Linked DNA regions of Mus musculus: region 1 is linked to region 2. A link is a contact called in public Hi-C data. All regions are on one chromosome and are shown on one strand. The core of a region is the stretch at or near the end of the contact, and the rest is flanking DNA. Distances in the headings are between cores, read along the strand shown.

Region 1 (3,089 bases), core at 385-2,884, 1.6 Mb before region 2:
CTTTAAAGATTGTATAATAACTGGCTTAGATATCCTTTTTTAATTGATTATTTACTTGGTTTATTTTTTGGGGCTGAGTCTTGCGTTGTCACATAGCCTACTTTGGTCTAGACTCTTGGTCTTGCTACCTCATCCTCCCAAGAGCTGGGATGACAGGCTTGTGGACTTGTAGCACATGACCATGATCTAGGCTTGGAGGGTGTATTAGTCAGGGTTCTCTAGAGTCACAGAACTTATGGATAGTCTCTAGATAGTAAAGGAATTTATTGATGACTTACAGTCGGCAGCCCAATTCCCAACAATTGTTCAGTCGCAGCTGTGAATGGAAGTCCAAGGATCTAGCAGTTACTCAGTCTCACGCAGCAAGCAGGCGAAGGAGCAAGAGCTAGAGCTAGACTCCCTTCTTCCAATGTCCTTATATTGTCTCCAGCAGAAGGTGTCGCCCAGATTAAAGGTGTGTTCCGCCACACCTTTAATCCCAGATGAAAGGTGTAGCCCAGATTAAAGGTGTGTTCCTTAAACTCGGAGATTCAATCTTCTGGAATCCATAGCCACTATGGCTCAAGATCTCCAAACCAAGATCCAGATAAGGATCTCCAAGCCTCCAGATAAGGGTCACTGGTGAGCCTTCCAATTCTGGATTGTAGTTCATTCCAAATATAGTCAAGTTGACAACCAGGAATAGCCACTACAGAGGGCCAGATAATCCCTCTTGCAGCTATACCAGACTGGTCTTAAAGTCCAGAAAGAACTATAGACAAATGAATAGTCTTGACACTGTCCCAATAAAACTTGAGTAAAACAAGACTTGAATTGTCTATTATTTTTATGTATTGCACAATATTATTGTCCTTTTGCTTTCTTTTGCAGTATTTGACAATGTAAACAACAGTTATTAGTTTCTGGGCCGTGTAAAGATAGGTGGCAGACTGTATTTGGCTCATAAATCTTAGCAATTTAGAAAATCCGTTTACAGTTTCTATCAATAACTTGTGTGTCTCTACGCCTATCTTGTTAAGCTCTTTAAATAGTAGAATTTTACGCTTCTGCATACACTACTAGTTTCATTATCCATAGGATAAAAAGTCCTTTGAAGAACAATTTCATGCAGTGTTTTTCTTCTGGATTTCCCCTCATCCTTTTTCTTAGCATTTAATAAGAATACACAAAATGGTCTGGAATGAGAACAAATGATTCATTAAATGTCAACAGCTGTTGAACCACCTGTTACCCAAAAGGAGTTTAATTAGCCCCACAAGCTAATCAAGTCTTTTTAGCTGTGGGTGTAAAAAATGGAAGAAGAAATAGAAGGCAGAGCTGATTGGGAGGTGGCACTGTTGACAAGACAACATTCTTTTAGGAAAAAAAATGCAGGTATCAACAACAGCAGCAGCAGAAATTTAAGGCTCATGGTTTATTATCCTACTGATGAAGGGATATGTTCATTTGGTAAAATTATTACAGGAAGTCATAGCACGTGAAAACGACGAGGTGGAGATGATCTCTGTGAGCTTGGAGAAGTGAAACACAACAGTGGGCGTGTTGTTTATTTTCAGTTGGTCTACTCAGCTATGTAGTCTGCGGACACTTTACTAATGTAAATAAGAGATTTGGGCACAACTGGGAAATGAAACCATTTGTGGGATGTCTGGCACATAGAGTCTGTGGTGTCACAGGATGTGGTGAAGTCAATCATGTCTGAAGAAAGGTGGAGGTGGGGTGAGGCAGAGACATGGTCAAGAGTGGGACTCCACAAGCTGCAGTGAGAGGCGGTGTGTGTCAGTAAGCTGGAGCTAAAGGCATGTTTAGTGGAGCATGCAAGAACTTGCACACGTGAGCTTTCAGGATCCTATCTGCAAGAATAGCAGAGTATCTGTAACTCCTTCCATGGGTGTTTTGTTCCCAATTCTAAGAAGGGGCAAAGTGTCCACACTTTGGTCTTCGTTCTTCTTGAGTTTCATGCCTTTAGCAAATTGTATCTTATATCTTGGGTATCCTAAGTTTCTGGGCTAATATCCACTTATCAGTGAGTTCATATTGTGTGAGTTCCTTTGTGATTGGGTTACCTCACTCAGGATGATGCCCTCCAGGTCCATCCATTTGCCTAGGAATTTCATAAATTCATTCTTTTTAGTAGCTGAGTAGTACTCCATTGTGTAAATGTACCACATTTTCTGTATCCATTCCTCTGTTGAGGGGCATCTCGGTTCTTTCCAGCTTCTGGCTATTATAAATAAGGCTGCTATGAACATAGTGGAGCATGTGTCCTTCTTACTGGTTGGGACATCTTCTGCATATATGCCCAGGAGAGGTATTGCAGGATCCTCTGGTATTACCATGTCCAATTTTCTGAGGAACCCCCAGACTGATTTTCAGAGTGGTTGTACAAGCTTGCAATCCCACCAACAATGGAGGAGTGTTCCTCTTTCTCCACATCCTTGCCAGCATCTGCTGTCACCTGAATTTTTGATCTTAGCCATTCTGACTGGTGTGAGGTGGAATCTCAGGGTTGTTTTGATTTGCATTTCCCTGATGATTAAGGATGTTGAACATTTTTTCAGGTGCTTCTCTGCCATTTGGTATTCCTCAGGTGAGAATTCTTTGTTCAGCTCTGAGCCCCATTTTTAATGGGGTTATTTGATTTTCTGGAGCCCACCTTCTTGAGTTCTTTATATATATTGGGTATTAGTCCCCTATCTGATTTAGGATAGGTAAAGATCCTTTCCCAATCTGTTGGTGGTCTTTTTGTCTTGTTGACGGTGTCTTATGCTTTGCAGAAGCTTTGCAACTTTATGAGGTCCCATTTATCGATTCTCGATCTTACTGCACAAGCCATTGCTGTTCTATTCAGGAACTTTGGACCATCTAGAGACTGCCATATCCGGGGATCCATCCCATAATCAGCTTCCAAACACTGACACCATTGCACACACTAGCAAGATTTTGCTGAAAGGACCCAGATAGAGCTCTCTTTTGTGAGACTATGCTGGGGCCTAGCAAACACAGAAGTGGATGATCACAGTCAGCTATTGGATGGATCACAGGGCCCCCAGTGGAGGAGCTAGAGAAAGTACCAAGGCGCTAAAGGG
Region 2 (2,861 bases), core at 70-2,569:
GTGTGTGAGAGAGAGAGAGAGAGAGAGAGAGAGAGAGAGAGAGTTAGAGAGAGAGTTAGTTGGTTCCAGGCCTCATTTCTAAAGAACACCCACCCACACACACACACAAAGAAAGGGTGCATTACAGACAATATAATAGTGTTAAAGTAGACTTAAGGTTGCTGTGAACGCAACCGATCCCACAGAAGAGGTTCCCAGATTACCTATTAAAACGTAACATTCAGTGACTGAAAACTTGAAGACAGGAGGAGGGTGGGTGGATGTGTGAGCACAAATTTCCTAAACTACTGTCTCATGATTCCTATGAATTTGCCTCGATCTCATCTTCAAAAGTTAATAATTACCAAAAGGAACATTTAAAATGTAAGTTTAAAAAACGGAAGTGCCAGCAGAAGAGCTGGTGCGCACAAGCCTTGAACTTCAGGGAAAACTGAGCGCTCTCTGCTTGTTCGGAATTCAGCTTCCCACAAGGCGGTTTCTTCATTACTTTACCGTACGGAGTGGAAATTTGTGCAAAATAGAGGAACTTACGGGGGCGCCTTGAACATTAGAAACTGCTGGCTTAATTCTTTCGAGTGACAAGCAGGGGCTCGGTGACACCGCTCCTCTGGGCTCTGCGAGACAGCACCCCCTGCGCGGCCCACGTGGCCAAAGTAAACAGAAGGTGGGCCTGGGCGGGGAGAGCCCCGGCGCCGCCGGATTGCTGCAGAGTGGAGACTTTAGCGCCCAGGCCCCTCTAGCTCTCCCGGCACGGCCTTTGGGGAAATGGGGAGCGGCTTGGCTGGGCGACAGGGAAGGGGGTGGCAGGGTGTGGGGGCGAGTGGGGAGACGACTGGTGAGGTGCTGGCAGCGGGAGCGCGGGGAGCCAGGGGCCCCTGGAGCGCGCAGGAGGGCGCAGAGTTTCCAAGTGCCTACGCGGCCCCCGCGGGAGACAGAGGCGCGGAGGCCGCCCACGCGTGGGTGTGCGGCCGGCGGCACCCGGGGCTCAGGAAAGGCCGGGGAGGAGCCGAGCAGAGGAGGTCCCCTAGCCCCCCGCGAGGGAGTGAGCGCGCAGCCGGGACTCGCCGCGCCCCCGCGAGGGAGCGAGCGCACGGCCCCGGGTCCCGCCGCGTCCCCGCGAGGGAGCGAACGCACGGCCCCGGGTCCCGCCGCGCCTCCGCGAGGGAGCGAGCACACGGCCCCGGGTCCCGCCGCGTCCCCGCGAGGGAGCGAGCGCACGGCCCCGGGTCCCGCCGCGCCTCCGCGAGGGAGCGAGCGCACGGCCCGCTCCCGCGCTCGCGCCCGCTCCGCTCGCATGCCAGTCACGTCCGCCCCCTCGGCGGCCGCCTGAGAGCCGGCCCCGCCGAGCCTAGAGAACAGACGTCAAACTGCCTTATGAATATTGATGCGGAGGCGAGGCTGCTTTCGTAGAGGAGCAGAAGGAAGCAAGATGGCTGCCCTGTAGGATTTGTTAGAAAGGAGACCCGGCTGCGACGGCGGTGGACTGCGAGGCTGAGGGACCAGAACCAGGTCAGAGCGCTGAGGTCCGCGCCTGTCTCTCTCTCTCTCTCTTTCTTTCCTCGCTCTTGACGGCTGCGGAATGGTCCCTTTCCAATCTCCCTCTCTTTCTCTCGGCCTTGCGGGGACTGTCATGTCACCCACAAATACTAAGAGGGAAGAGGGAAGCCTCACAAATTACAGGAGCTTCTTCAACATGGCTGACAAATATAGTTTTAATTCAGCACCCCCTTCTCCTGCGACCTGCACTTCTGTGGTCCCTTCTTCCTGCTAATGCGTGTCTCCCCTCTGTACCCAGAAAACTTACCTTTGTACCTCCCACCAGCCGCTCTTCTGGCCTTTTAGTCTCAGGAAAGTGAGTGTTTTCTTGGGGCTGCCTTCCTGAAAGAGTTCATCTTTGGGGACCACCACTTTCTCTTTTGATCCTCCTCTCCCCTGTTCTTAGTATAAGTCCAGGGAGCCCCTAGTTCATCCTCAGACACCCCGGAAAGAACACTGACCCGGTGTGTTTGACTCTTTTATCTCCAGTAGTGCTTGTTTGGGTCCTGTTCTGGGTTTGTGTCTCTGGCTTCCAACACGTTTGTCCCCTCGTGGACTACACTAGACAGATGTCACAGTGTGTAGATTCAGGATCCACTACGTGGAGGGCTTTTTTTTTTTTTTCCATTCTTTCTTTTTTTCTCTTGAGTCCTCGCGTTTTGTTATTGGCGCTAAGTGAGAGGGGAAAGAATAGTTTCTCTGCTCCCTGAAACAAGACCAGAACCCACTTTTCTCAAGGTTCACAAGCTCAGAGTGGGCTGTGCCTTCCAGTTTGGGAAATGTGTGTAAGAGAATCTGTGCAAATCTGTGTGTTGGCTTTGTGCTGCCCCCGAATCAGCTCGTTCTGTTCCCCTTAAGTGACAGGCACACACAAAGGCAGGCGCAGGCCGGGGGAGGGGGCGGGCGAAGCGTTTGGAGTTGGAGAAGGCAAGGTCAGGGGCGCCCGAAGAAATGAAACCCAATCCCAGAGAAGATCTCTAACAAGTCCCATCCCAAATTTCCTTCACTCTGGCACTCACTCTTTTATTTGGTCGTTCACAAACACCCCTCCTCACTCTTCACTCAGAGCTTGACTCTCTTCCCTAGACCTGCTTGCTAACTGTTAGAAAGCTTATAGGGTTTCTTCTATGGAGAGTTTTCTACGTTTGGCGAAACCAAGTGAGGCCTGGCCAGACTCTTGAGAAGGTCCTGTTAAAAGACATGATACTTGCTTGTTAATGGCTTAATTGATAGATTTTGTTTGCTTTGAGCAATTTTTGGAATAGAATTAGGTTTGTTTGTTTGTTTGTTTTGTTGTTTTTCCCAAGTTGTTTGCTTAAAATTTA

The links. A called contact is a pair of places that touch in the nucleus more often than the background predicts.
Region 1: a contact with region 2 is called in a Hi-C map of B cells, with 7 read pairs. The contact joins the enhancer-like site here to the promoter of Tet2 in region 2. A contact is called at or near these places in 5 of 39 promoter capture datasets (the 3T3-L1 cell line, the C10 cell line, liver and 2 more), 2 of 484 Hi-C or Micro-C datasets (B cells and palatal mesenchyme), 2 of 115 datasets of contacts at active chromatin or transcription factors (large pre-B cells and pro-B cells) and 1 of 9 other capture datasets (adipose tissue).

The regions. Positions count from the first base shown.
Region 1 is chr3:135,190,601-135,193,689 of GRCm38.p6, reverse strand. No RefSeq gene overlaps it. Among named protein-coding and RNA genes, the nearest start is that of Cenpe, 20 kb to the left of the region's middle. Within about 2 kb of position 1,634, at least 37 of the 459 cell types and tissues checked have an H3K27ac peak or open chromatin away from gene starts, as enhancers often do. A contact at or near this core is called in B cells, where this site is marked.
Region 2 is chr3:133,542,848-133,545,708 of GRCm38.p6, reverse strand. It overlaps Tet2 (tet methylcytosine dioxygenase 2), which reads left to right and starts at 1,319. Exons shown (of 11, transcript NM_001040400.2): 1 at 1,319-1,509.